Regions from separate parts of the Anas platyrhynchos genome. Here region 1 is linked to region 2. The links are chromatin contacts, called in public Hi-C maps. All regions are on one chromosome and are shown on one strand. The core of a region is the stretch at or near the end of the contact, and the rest is flanking DNA. Distances in the headings are between cores, read along the strand shown. Region 1 holds the start of JADE1 (jade family PHD finger 1). Region 2 holds the start of C4H4orf33 (chromosome 4 C4orf33 homolog).

The links. Hi-C and Micro-C count contacts between places; a contact is called where the count stands out from the background.
Region 1: a Hi-C map of skeletal muscle shows a contact between it and region 2, with 2.5 times the contacts expected there. The contact joins the promoter of JADE1 here to the promoter of C4H4orf33 in region 2. A contact is called at or near these places in 3 of 8 Hi-C or Micro-C datasets (liver, skeletal muscle and subcutaneous adipose tissue).

Annotation. Positions count from the first base shown.
Region 1 is chr4:44,104,158-44,111,568 of IASCAAS_PekinDuck_T2T, forward strand. JADE1 (jade family PHD finger 1) reads right to left here and starts at 4,024. Exons shown (of 10, transcript XM_038179065.2): 1 at 3,803-4,024.
Region 2 is chr4:43,953,866-43,960,805 of IASCAAS_PekinDuck_T2T, forward strand. C4H4orf33 (chromosome 4 C4orf33 homolog) reads right to left here and starts at 3,521. Exons shown (of 6, transcript XM_038179077.2): 1 at 3,385-3,521; 2 at 1,030-1,219. The coding sequence starts at 1,210. It overlaps SCLT1 (sodium channel and clathrin linker 1), which reads left to right and starts at 3,503. Exons shown (of 23, transcript XM_072037438.1): 1 at 3,503-3,638; 2 at 6,029-6,096; 3 at 6,807-6,859. The coding sequence starts at 3,605.

The sequences.
Region 1 (7,411 bases), core at 2,774-5,273, 150 kb after region 2:
TCACAAGCCTGCACAAAACACACTCCCTATTTTTTACAGATGGTATTTTGTTCCTTTTATCAGCCTTTGTATGAGATTACACATTTTCATCAAGTTTCAACAAAATGTTCAAGTAGGCTGAAATACATTGGTCAGTTTTTCTCAGACACAATAGCAACATAACTGGGAAGAATCTTTCCTACAAAACATCCCGATCCCTATGTATATTACAACCCAATTTAAGGTTTGGTTTCCTATAAGGCTATTAAATGGTACACACACACAAACACAAAAAAAAAAAATCACTTGCACATATTATTTTTTTCATCCCAGAAAGGAACTCCAGAATAGAAAGGGATCATTCAGAAACAGCAATACTAGCCCGCAGTTTTCTCTAAGTATAGTGATAAGCATGACTTAATTTTGAGTACCGAAGATAAAATTTCCAGTCAGGAAACACAGACAACCAAATCAACAGTAATGCCAATTTTGATGTTCTTTATGCATGTTATATTTTCTGTATCATTTGATGTGTTAAGATAAAATATGAATTAGAAATACAGAGTCAGTGCAACCAAAGCAGCTTTCTGAACCCTTCCTCTTCTACTTTTTCAAGCGTACATCACTAACTACATGTTAAATTATGTATCTTTAATATAAACTAGGAGTTTTCTCTCCTTGTCTACTAATTCCAGTGTATTTAATTAGTCACATTGATAGAGGCTTGGCTGCACAGGAAATGTGGATTGGTCTTAATGAGAAAGCAATAAGCTTCCAAAGCTCTCTAATAAATTGTTCTGAAAGCACGCTCTGCTTTTCCCCAAATGTCTATCCTTAAACCTCTTCCCAGCCTCTTTTAGCTGCACTCTCCTTCCATCTTATAGCTTACTCTTAAATATTTCCAAAATGATCTCCTAGTAAAAAAGCACAGTCTAATATTTCACAGGTGCACTCATGCTCTCTAGGGTAAATGTATCACCCTGTCATCACCATGGTCAACACATTCCTCACAATCACATTATCAGCTGCTTGTGTTGTTTCTGTCCTTATGGGGTGGTTGGGAACGCACTGAACTGCCGTGTGAAAGATTTCCAGGTGCAAGGTTATAGCTTTGCATCTGTTTTTCTTCTCGTGAGAGTTTTTTCTCCAATCTTTATAGGATTTCCATGTGCCCTTATTATGTTATCACTAGCATATGAAATATACACAGCCTTTTTAAAATGGACTTAATACTGTACAGAATGAAAGCAACATTGGATTACAAGATTAAGGTGATTTTACCAGGATTTCATTAATACAAACAGTATAAATAAATTAGTCCAGTCCTATATGTCACTATGATTATGCTACCCACCATTCTCACCTATCCTTCACTGCCTTTTAACTTGCAGTTACTTATCTCCAAAACATCCTTTACTTAAAAGCTGAGAGCTATCTTTATTTTAAATAGGTGTAAAACATAATCATCACTTAGACAAGTCTGTACAGAAATTGCCAAATGACTTCTAACAACAACAGCAGTTCTAAGTTTCATTAAAAAAAAAAAAAAATAGGGAGAGAGAAAAGAAGAACTCCAGAACTTTCGTGGCAGTTGGGTCCACATATGGACCTTTCAAGACAGGAAACAAAAGATCTATTCATAATTGAATTTTAGGGAAGACGCATCTGCACTCAGATGTGCATTGCCTCACACATGTCAGACTATTTTAACTCTGGAAAACTCAAAGCACACTGGAAATCCTGTAATGCTCTCATGGAAAATATGACTTCATAAGCAGTGATTCGTATTTTCCATAGCTACATACCTGGGTACATTAGGGTTTTTGCTTTGGCTACCAAACTCATAAGGATTTGCACATCAATTTTGCTGATTATATATTAACTTTATCGTCTCAAGAGACATCATGGCCAAAAGACTTCCTCTGGTCCACCCACCAGGAATACCTGTGTATGCAGATGTACAGCTCTTCTGTATCTGACTCCAAGACTGCATGTTCCCTGCTAGTCCAGGAGAGTTTAACCTATCCCAAAGCACAATCCCAGCAGTAGACTAATACTTTTCTAGATTACAATGAATGAGGGAGTATGACACTGCAAGTACAGGTGCAGAACTAGGCTATTAAGTCTCATTACACAGTAGGGACAGTCATCACAGAAGATTAAGACTGAAAACTTGAAGCGTAGTAAAAGAGAAAAAATGATAATAAACTAACAGCAATATATTCACATACCTTTTACTTCCAAACCCTATGCATTTCACCTGATGTAAAGCAAAGGGACTTTTATTCCACCTGAATCTACTTTTAAAGGGTTCCTTCCTATCCATTTCAGCACTAACTGCAAATTTCCATAATTAAATAGATAAATGGATCTTCAATGACATATAATTAGGCTTTGTCACTGATTTTTGTATTTATTTTTTTTAACCAGCACATCACAGTCTGTCCATTTACTTCTCCTACCTGTAACACATAGTTTGTTTAATGATATTCTTTCTTCATTGCATAAGTAGGCGAGTATAAAGCATTGGCCTTCTCTAATATCTCCAAGGACTTTCATTTTACAGAGTTGATTCACATACTTAAGCTTAAAGGTGAAAATTCTGAAATTATCTTGTAAGCAGCCCAGATTTTGAGGGGCTGAACAACCAATCAAATTCTTTTGAAAAGTCAATGCATACTTTAAACTCACTCCAGTGAATATAGGAGACATGCTTATGATTTATTTGTAGGTAGCAATCCTTGCATCTCTTGTCACTCAGCTAAACAGCACAAGCATTTTTAGTAGCTGTTACATTACAAAACAAGACTCAATTAGAATTAGATCATGCCAAAACTGGAGTCCAGAAGATTTACACTCTGCCAGATTGCATATGATACTCCTGTTACAGCTAACACACAAGCCAAGTTCCAAAGAATACAATCATAGAAAATGTTCTGAAATCCTATAATATTAACCCGGATCTGGATTTCAGACTGTGCTATTGCTCCCTGACAAACAGCTTACTGTTACAATACCAATTGTGCAGCTTTTAAATTAGACTAAATGATCATATTTTTACTACAGTTTAGGGAAAACCTCCTAGGAAGCCTTAGCCACTGAAAAGGAGAGAAAGGCTTTATCCACAGAGATTTATTTTCTCCCAGGACAGGTACAGCTTGATCAGTACTCAGTATCACTGAAAAAGACACTTAACTTATGAAAAATAGATACAATAGCCAAAAAATAAATAAAGATTATTTAAGTGCAATTATGAATTTTAACTACAAAAGCATTTTGGAGACTCCTCAATATTACAATAATTTGAAACAAAAAAGTAAAAAGGACTACGTTCTGAATGGAAATGCTTCTAATAACAAAATCAAACTTGAACAAATGTATTAATTTAGTTACAAATTAAGAAAAAATCTAAAATGAAAGTACTATAAACTTAAGAAGAATACACTATGTATATAGGAATATTACAATAAAGCAGTTAAATGTTTACATGGAATTAATATTAACTTCAACAACGGGCTTTGGAATAGCTTTCCAAAGGACACATAAGTAATATTAAAACCCACTTTCTGTTTTTTTGTGGCTACAATCCGTTACAGAATATTTTCTAGCAATATAATCACAAACAAAACCTCTTAGAGAACAATTTTGTTCATTTTGCCCTTGTTTCCTCATCAGAACAAGGACGCTGAGCTCTGACAGTGAGAAGCACAGTAACAGGCAAGTGATATTTAGTTCTCCTCAACTGACCAGTGAGTATCTTCACCATGTACCACATTGCATTCTTAACAAGCACAACTTCACTCTCACACACAAAATAACTTACCACGTTCTGAAGAAAAAAAAACGAGACCTCACATTACACTGTTTTGTATGAAACTAAGCTACGTTGATTTTGAGCTGTTCAGGAGAGGCTCTTGTTTCTGTTATCCATTTGCTTGAAACTCTGCTGAGTAGATCAGCAATCCCAAGAAAATAACCAAAAGACCAAGCCTATCCTCTCAAAAATACTAAATAAAGCTAGGTAATATACTAACTATGTAGAAAGAAAGGGCAGTGCAGGTAAGCAAGTAGTCTCTGAAGCCAGTCAGTAATACAAGGACACAGCAGAAGTTGGGTCATTAAGGTTTCAGATGTGTCTCACCTGTGTTGAGCTGGGAGCTGTCTCTGGGAAAGGCTGTAGGTTTACCAGCAAGCTCCTAAGGGAAAAGTCTGGGACAAGCTAGAGGTAGCTTCTAGATAAGGTATCGCAAAATGAGGTTGTTATATTTGTCTGAGCCAGTTTTTGTTTAGTGAACAAGCTCCTTGGACGAATTTGATTTGGAAGGGGCCAAGTTAGTTCTCTGAGATATGGGACAGGGCCTGAATGGGTGGATATGCTGGGTTCAAGCTGGGTTACAAGCCAGCTCTAGGAACGTACACTTTAGGGAACCTGCTCTCTGTGGGCCTAAGGCTCAGTGGGAGTTTTGCTGGGTTATAGGAAAGCACGTGGTAAGGGGAGTTTCAAAGTGACACAGAACTGCTGTATAGGATCTGGAGGTCTGTTGTGCTGGAGTTAGAAGCAATGAGTAGGAAGATCTTTCAGCTAGGGAGCAGAGAATGCTTGTGGTAGGTTGCAGAGAGTACCTTGGAGGGAAAGCACTAGGTGTCTGGGGAGGTATTACTTAAGACAAAGAAAAACATCCTTTGTAAACTGCTCCAGTCCTCAAGGGGGGCATAGTCTGGAGGCACTTGAGCTCATTCCAAACTGAAATTCAGGGGTTTGGGAATACAACTTGATTCTGTGTTTCTGCACCTGTCCTTGCACTACTATTATCTTTTTTTTTTTTTTTTTTTTTTTTTTTTATGGAAGCTCTTCTGTTACTTGCATCTCTTAGCTCTCTGTTGTCCCAGATAACAGAAAACAGGTGATATTCTTGATAATTAATAGCTGTGTACCAAAAATACAGTCCCCAGTCACAGTGAAACTGACTATTCTGTATTACACGGGGAATTACATTCTTGAGTTAGATACTTCAAGTTAGGTGGTAAAAACACCTTTGTTTTTGAAGCTCCTTTTCCCTTTACTTCCCTGCTCCAGCTACTGTTTCCTGTATAGCAGCACCATGAAACAACCATCAGGAAGCTTTCCACTGCTGCAGATATGTTTCTGTAAAAATCCGTAAGGCTGTAATAGTGTGTTATTGCCAGCATATCATCAGCAGTTATATATATGTTTGTAGTTCAATTTATGAAAAATGTTTGTTTCATAAACTATTGCTATAAAATCATCTCAAGGTATTACTGTTATTGCTTTCATTTCTGAGAAATACTTTGCTGTGCAGACAAACCAGCAATAGAAACCAAAGGCAGTAAGTTCAACATGAAGTTGAAACAGAATAATACGTGTTTACTAATATGCCAATTTAATTCTGGGTGGGCTTGCAGCTCACTTTTGTCAGTAAGTTTGAAAAAAAAAAAAAAAAACAACTTGGATTTAGAGATTAATTCAGAAAAAGGAATATTTAATTATATTTCAATATAGTTTGACTTTTTTTTTTTTTTTAAAGATTGATAACTATAAAGCTTAACTGCTACAGATGAAGCTAACTATTTGATGTGCTCTACACATTAAACTTTCTTTGCAACAGACAGCACTATATCCATTTGCCAGGACAAATCATACACATCATGTACTCCAGGGTCAGAAGTGGCTTAGATACTAAAACATTCTCAAATCAGTAGAAGTGGTCATTCTGGCTCGCTAGGGAGGTACTTCAGTAGAAAACAGGCACACTTGCTGATGATAACATGGTAACTACACTGTGACTAAAAAATAAGTAATCTTCAGGATTGTCAGTTTGTCAGCCATGAGCATTTTTTTTTTCAAGGAAGTTCTTATAATTATGTCAGGAAAAAAAAGTCATTTCTATGGATCAGGTCACATATGACTTTTGCTAAGGTTCTTACCTATGAAGTGAGAATCAGAAAACGTTTGTAACTCTCCAAATAGCCATGTATGTTAATATAATTCTTTTATATTATGTTTTTCATTGTCTGTAAATACTATTTTTATCAATAACTTAAATTCATCCAAAATTGGCATAAATTTATAATCTCATGGGCATGTAGGCCCTTGCAGTAAACTTCTGTGGATAACAGATAATTTATGTATGCTTCTAAATCTACAGAATTTTAGTCTAGGTAGAAAAGCTGCCTAAATCGTACCAGGATTTCTCTGAGAATGAAAAAGCAAAGATACACTTGTAAAGTACACTTGTCCACATTTCACTGAAGAGGTTGAGGGGAACTATAGAGGAGAAAAAAACAGCAACACTTCAGACTTCTGAGAATACAACATCCCCTGTAATGCACACAATAGCAACAAACAATCTCTGAAGCTATGACCTCAAAAAAATTACAGAGCTTCTTCATGACACAGTGCAAAGGGCAAAATAACTGTATTTTCTGGCTATTTTTTTCAGTAAAAAGGGAAGTGTTTCAATGCTTTAATGAAAATTAAAAAGAAAAATATTTCCTGGGGAAATAAACACTCCTCTTTCATTCTTTTAACTACATTTTATGGTTGTAAAAACCTAAAATCTTAGTCCTGTAAGAGTTTATCTCATCTTGATTTCTGTTAAAAATTGAATTATAGCAATATATTTGCATTTCTAAACTAATTTCCATTACATTGTGTGTGATATTCATAAATAACGTTTCACACGGTTTTATCTAGGAAATTCATATACTCATATAGTGCACGTACTGCTTGGCAGACTGAGGATTGTTTACTATTGGGTGTTTGTATGACAATCTCAAGTGATGAACAACAATGAAAAACTGTGAAAGCTTAGATTTTACTAGCAGTCCAAGGAAAACTCAAGTAAAAATTTGATACATGAACAATGGTGACAGGATGGATGGATGGATGATGGACAGAAAGATATTTGATGCTAGTCAGGAAATAATATTTTGGTTTTCTGTTGAGGACTGGCAGTGGTTCAGGACTGTACCAAACAAAAAGAATAGAAAAAATGGTCTGGGTTCTAAGATGGTTTGGGGATTTATTCTAAGTATGCAACAGAGTACTAGCTATGATAAGCTTGGAAGAAACTAAGAGTTGCAAGGCACGATTTGAATTAGAATAGACTACTAATTGGTTTATAAAAGGTGAGAGACCGTCACAAATAGGATACAGCTGGCCTTTAATGGCACTCTGATGCCAGTCAACATTTGAAATGATGAGAGGTCAACATAAGCAGGTTTCCAACATTGTCTCTAAGGAAATTTAAGAAGTTTGTATTTATTAATTCATTTACAAGTGACATAGATGGTTAGCAGACCAGTGACTCTACAACACCTCCTTTGTATGCCACAAAGACACTTCGCAACATTTTAAACACTAGAAATTTCTTGCATATCCTGATCAAGTCACAGTGACGCACAGTAACTG
Region 2 (6,940 bases), core at 2,271-4,770:
GAGAACTGTTAGAAGCATTAAGTTGCTATATTATTCAAAGCAACAGGTGAAAATGAAAGTATTGACAGGAAAGAAGAGAGAAAACAGCATTCCTGTAGGAATATTTCCCATTCTATTTGGGTGCAATTTTCAATAACATTATGCGCTCTACTTTCTTTGCTTCATACCTTCCTGTTCCTGAAATTGACTTTGGAAAAGTAAGCAATTAATAGACGAATGTTTTACCTATTGTTCTCTACTACTTAAAGAGAAAGTAGAACCTATATTTAGCATTTCAATTCTATTTACATACTGCAAATGTATATTTATATATGTATATAATGTATTTGTATATTTATGTATACATAAGGTATATTTATATATACATCTCGTAAAATTATTTTAATACTAAAATATGTCAAGCCTTAATTGTCCCACAAGTTATATCAGTAACCCAAAAGCCAAGTTTGAACATCCATACTACTGACATCAGGAAAAGTCAACCTCACTATTCTTGATACCCATCCTATTTGCTGTAGTCCATTTCCTTTATGTCCACCAAGTGACATAAATGTAACGTTTTCTTCTTTTCCTAGTCATCTATATTGTTGCACTACTATAAAAACAACCTTACTGTCAACAGTGTTTGTCATGAAAATAATTCACCACCTAGATAGAGAGCATCCCTCTTAATACATTTGGGGGTAGTTTATGGCTAGATATAGCATGACATTTACAGTTACTTAAGGAACTTCCTTAAGGGAGGATGAAGGTTACAAGGAAGTTCTTCACCAGCATTCTTTCCCAGAGCCCTTAAGATAAAACAGGAAGGAATTTTTCTTTACATTTCCTATCTGGAACTTTAAAATCAGTTCAGTTTCTTTGATCACGGTACTGCATTAGTAGATGCCATACATTCAACACTTCAAATTAGATCAGTTTTTAAAAATAGCCATCAGAGAAGCTTAAACAACAACCAGGCATATTAAATACAGATGAACATCAGCATGTACACAAATCAGATAACTGCAGCAAAACCGTTACGCTTACCCTCATAGTCCCACAAGTTTCTAAAGGGCTTCCCTGGCTCTCCAAGTGGTGCTGGAGGATCATTAAAGAAGGGAGCGTTGACTACCATTAGCAGCCCTCCGTCATATGACTTCAGCCCAATTGTTACTGGCTTGTGGCTCACAGGTAAATCATCCCACGTGTGTTCAATTGTGAATTCCATTTTAATATTCTGCATAAGACAAATGAGAAAGGAAGTTTCCATTAAAGAGCCCAGATGCCATTTCAGCACCAACAGTACTGGCCCCTCGGCTAAAAAAAATAAAAATAAAAACTTGCAAGTTAAGCAGTTGAAAAATAACTTTGCGTGAAGCATAAATCTCCTAGACAGGACCAAGAGGAGAGAACTGATTGGTTTCCGTCCTATTTATGAATGAAGAAAGATGGTCACTTGAACAAGTCACTGTTTTAAAACTATTATTTTACTGAGTTCCTCTATAGAGCAAGTTATATATGACAAGTCAAAGTCTGTATAGTGTTAGCTAGATTCCTCAACCCAAACAACATTAGGGTAGCAAGACAAATCCATGCCTCCTCAAACGTCTCTGTTTGTCTCTTGTACTACAAAAGCAGCTTCCATATGTCAGCTCTGTAACCCAGATTCTCTACAGCTAGAGCTTTTGCCAGCAGCCCTATCATTACACAGATCAGCACAGATACAGACTGCTTAGAGAAACTCACCCCCATCCCAACGACTACGTGTACGCACACCCTCCTTAGGGCCACTCAGTTCTAGGACAAGCACGTGGCATCCCTGTGGAGGGCAGACTCCAAAACAGACTGGGGAGGAACTGCTCTTACACTCACCTATAGCCATACTTCTGCAATGCCAGATTATTCTGAAAGGGAGAACCATTTGTGCAGGCAGAAGTTAGAATATTCTGCATGAGCCCTTACCAACAAAAGAACAAGTTACAGGCAAAAAAATAATGAAGCTGTATCAGTCATTTTGTCAATAACAAGACAGCTGCATCTGTTACAATCCCCAAATCATGTTTCCAGACAACAGAAGAGCTGAAATAGTTTAGCTTTATAAAGCAGTAACATGAATGCTTTTCATAGGCTTTTATACTTCCATGGTTACAAATGACTTTTAGAAGTTTTGCCAAGCTTAAGACATTTCACTGCCTACCTAAACACCTTCCAAAACCATCAAATATTTATCTAGAGAACAGATAAACAAAGCAGGCATAACTACATGCTGTTAGATGATTTTGTAATATGAAAAAAAAACAGATTGACAAAAAAAATCTTCAGTGAATCTGAAATGCAAGACAAAAAATCTGCTACAGTTTTGCTTGGCGGTCATTGAAAACCAGCCAAAGCAAAGGATTTCAAGAAAAACTGCAAGCACATCTTAACAAACAAGATCTGCAGAGCAGCAGAGAACGCTACACTCCAACATTTCTTCCTTAGAAACAATTGCACGAGTCTTGAAAACAACCTTGATCTATATAACAAGCAAAAGAATAAATGGAGCACAGTTTCCAAAAAGTTTATGGCCCCTTATTCTTCTCCACAGTATCAAGAGCATCCTCACATTTCCACAAGAGTTCCACAACAGAAGCCGCTGAACTACTTTGAGCACTACTTTAATCATGGTGTCTGAAAGGAAAATTAGACACAACAGATGTAGCACCTTACTATTTGTACATGTAGGACAGACAGATGACTTTACTATAAAAAATAAAAATAACTCCTGCAGTGACAGTTTATTGGGTATAAACGTACAAGTTGTAAGAATGATCCACGTTACCATACACAGACTTAGTGAAGTTGGTTACTAGTATGCTTCTCAATTATAATAAAGAAAGCAATACAGCACAATGGTATGGAGTAATGGGGGTGTTTAAAGTAAAGAGGACCTTCAATCTACCTTTAATGCTATACACGCCCAGGAGGCTCAGCCAAACATCAGCACACCATACAGAAGTTCTTAGCCACCTGCAAGTGCTCCCACAGCACGCCCCCAAGCTGCATGCAGCTCGCTGCACCCAGTTCAGGCACTCGCACCTGAGCTCCCCCAGCATCGCACCTGCCCGCCCTGAGAACGCTGCTGCACCTGGGGCCCCCCCTCACGGCTCCTCAGGGAGCTCTGTGCCTTCCATCCCGACCCTTACCCACACGGGTAGCGGGACAGCACCAAGCAGCTGCGCTCCGGGTTCCCTAACTGCCCTGCCAGGCCAAGGAAGCTGCAAGCCGTGAAGCAGAGGGCAGCTTCCACCAGCCCGTAGCTGGGCACAAGCTTCCCGCAGGAGCCCACCGAGGGGCTGCCCCGCACCCTCAGGCACCTCCTGCGACCCTAACGGCCGAGGCTCCCCGGCCAACCGCCCTCACCTCACGCCAACCGCCGCCGCGCGCGCACCCAACGGCCGCCAACGGCCGCCCCTCAGCGCCTCGCCGGCGCGTGCGCAACCGTTAGCGCAGCGCCCCGCCCGCTGCAACCGCCGCTTCCTTCGCTACGGGCTCCGGCGGCCGGGGAAGCGGTGTCGGTGAGGGGCTCGGGGGCGGGGGCTCCGCCGTCTCCGAGGCTGCGGTGACGGCCCTGACCGCCGGCATGGCCGCGGAGCTCGGCGGCGGCGGGGAGCCAGGTGAGGCGGTCGGCCCCGAGGCTGCCCCCGGCTTATGGAAGGAGGCGGCCCCTAGGAGCCTGGGGCGGTTCTTGTATGGGGAGGGAAGGAGGGAAGCCTTCAGTCCGTGGGTGTAACAGCAGGGGGGTGTTTTCTGTGGTGTCTGCGGCGAGAAACAACAGTATGAAAACTTTTATGGCTAGCAGAGGACTAACCGTTAAAAGGGTGTAAATGAGGGTAATAGCCAGGCACGGGAATTTTTAGGATCGTGCCTCTTTATGTACGAAAATGTTACTCTGCTTAACCGACACCTGGAAGGCAAAAAAGCTGCCTTCTGATGAAATGTGTGTTACAGACTGAAAGCTATACCTGTAAGTATGTGTTCTGTATGGTTTGGGTAATTTTAATGTGAGTGTAAAACGAGTGGATCAGAGTGTACTTAGACTGCTGAACGCCAAAATACTGACTGGCAAAAGATGCTTCTGCAGAGTTTATATTTCTAAAAATAGGGAGTTGATGTGTTGTCCCAAGAATGTTGCTCACCCCGCCATTGTAGTCTGTGTGGTGGGGAAATGGGGTAACGTGAATGGACAGGATCACAGTGCAAGAAGTGCTGTGACCGTGCAGCACGCAGCTCAAGTTTTCAGCGGATACTGAGCTTGTTAGGACAGTTTTGGATGGACAGAGGTGGAGGGACAACTCGTGATTCAAAGGACCTCAACAGCAGAAAAGCTTCTGTCTGTACCACCAGTAACCTTGCCTCAGAAACCTCTATATCTCTTGAGTTTTGCTCAAATATTTGTTATACTGTGACGTGAACAAATGGTTTAGGTTCAAAAGTCGTGAATTTCCTTTTTTATGTATTTGATGTGTTTGGGTCTAGTTTCTTATTTTATAATTGCGTGACTCCAAATGGAGCTTAGACAATATACACCATGAAGCGACGAGTTGCCTTTTCTCTCAAGGATACCTCTCAGAAAAAATGCATCCTGCAAAGATGCTGAACAAATTTTAAGTTAGTTTGCATAGCAGTTGAGACACAAGCTATTTGAGGCTTGTTCTAAGTCTGTTGTATTTATCGATGTTCTACTTTTTTCATAGATGATGTCCAACTTCTAAAGTGTTGAATGTGTGTAATACATGGGGATTCTATAAGCACTATTAAATTCAGCTTTATAGCATAAATACTTGTTGCGTTATAGCTGTAACGGAAGTTCTCATAATGAAATGCTGTTCCCTGACACTGATCAGTTATAAATTCAGTTTTGGTTGAATTCATTTTGAAGTATCAGCAGCCGATCTTACAAGTGATAGTTATCCATTCCATTCCATTACATATTTTTGTGATAAGCTACTAAGTACATCTTTTATCTGAATGAACTTTATGATTACTATTGAAGGTGAATACTTCTGCAATTGGTGTCTAAGGTCTATCCTCCTTTTGCACCTATGTTCATGTTCTGAGATTGCTTTGGCTGGTGGGGCCAGCTATTCTTCCAGATCCTGTTTGTTGACATCCCCTTTATATTCTGTTCCCTTTTTTTTTCCTGTAGATTCCTGTAGCATATTAGAACCACAAAAAGAACCATTGCAATGCATATCAAGAATAACAGGCAAGAAATTTTAAGTCAAAACAGTTGTATTGTCTTCCTGACACCCTTTTTTTTTTTTCCCTCTATCCATTTCAGTTACAAAGGTTTAAATCAGATTCTCATGGTTTGGCCAGATGGAAGAGCGCTATAAATGAATGGGAAGAGCTGCTGTTTTCCCTTTCCAACCTTTTGCTGATTCTTCCATTTGCAGCATAAGTAGTCTCTGAAATCCCAGTAGTCAAAGTTAGATTAGTAGAGAAGAGCAATGCCTTAGTTGATGTTTATTTCTAAAAATGCAGATGCTTGAAGTCTGCATGTCTTTCTTGCTTGGCTTTCTTTTGGATATATGTGAGTGCTCAGATTCATGTATCAATGAAGTTCTTGTGACCTAAATTTGTTGAATATTTTTATGTCTGTCATTTATGTGAATGCTTGTTTGAACATTTATGGGTCCAGTTCCCAGCAACAGGTTAATTTTATATCATCCAGCTAACTGAATTGGCTCTGGTGTGATTCGTTGTATTTAGTCCTCATGAATCGTTAAGATGTTGTGTATGTTTATGACTTTTCTAGGCAAAAAAAATAAAATAATTTCTAGGAGGTAATGATATGGAAGACGTCAAATTAATTATTTCTTCTTAGTCTTTGTATTTTTTTGAACTCCTACTTTCCTGAAAATAATTGCACTAAGTAGAATTTTACAAAGCATATTGTGTGCCTTCAAAGCACTACACTATAAAACATTTCTGACTACCAGTCAGGTTTATCTAGATAAACGTTCATGTTGTATGATCTTCTAACTTCTATTGTATTTTTCAGATCAGAGGCTAAATGTGGCATTTGAACAGTATGAAACGGATGAAATTTTGAGCAGCAATGCTGAGCAGGTATGTGAACTGAGGTATTGTGGGGTGGTTTTACCACAGGTATAGAAGTAGTTTTAAAAAAAAAAAAAATCTCAGTTTTAAGACATACATCTTTGCATACCTAGAACATAGTCCACTTCAGTGTCACTTTGCCTTGAGCCCATTGCACATCTGCAGAGTTGCTTCTAGTTTTCAAAGCAGCAGCAGAATAAAACTGTCATAACAGCTATGAATTCTGCTATTTTTAGTGCATTTTAAAGTTTATCATATGCAGGAGAACACATCCCTGCAAAGACACTTGATTTCTGCAGAGTAGACTTTTTCACTTCTATAGGCTTTTTTGTCTCATGTGAAGATAGCATTTTGTGGTGAGTACCATAAGCCTGTCTGAAAATTTGTGCAGAACTTAGGGCATCAGCACTTTTCTGATGCTGGGATGCATGGAAATGAACTTGGCACTTGCACAGACTTGTATGGGTTCTTTTAAGAAAGAGCTGATTCCCCATCAGATGTTGTTACACTTTACATCAGAGCATCTCCAGGAAAAAAAAATCAATTGTATTTTTTTCAAATTGGGCCAGAGTTCAAGGATTTTTTAATGTAAACCTAAAAGCGATTGTATGCTTTCAGTACAGACAGAATAAACAGCTTTTTGTTGCATATTAAAAAATAAATAAATAATAGCTACATGAAGTCATGTACAAGTACTAACATAAGATATTCAATTACAGAAAAATGTCTTTGGAGGTGATGGTATATCCGGATCCAGGATAAAGGACCAAAGGTAACTGATTCCAAACAAGAGAGAATACTACTTCAAAAAAAGAAAAAAAACACATTTGCTTTTAAAAGCGTTAATATCCAG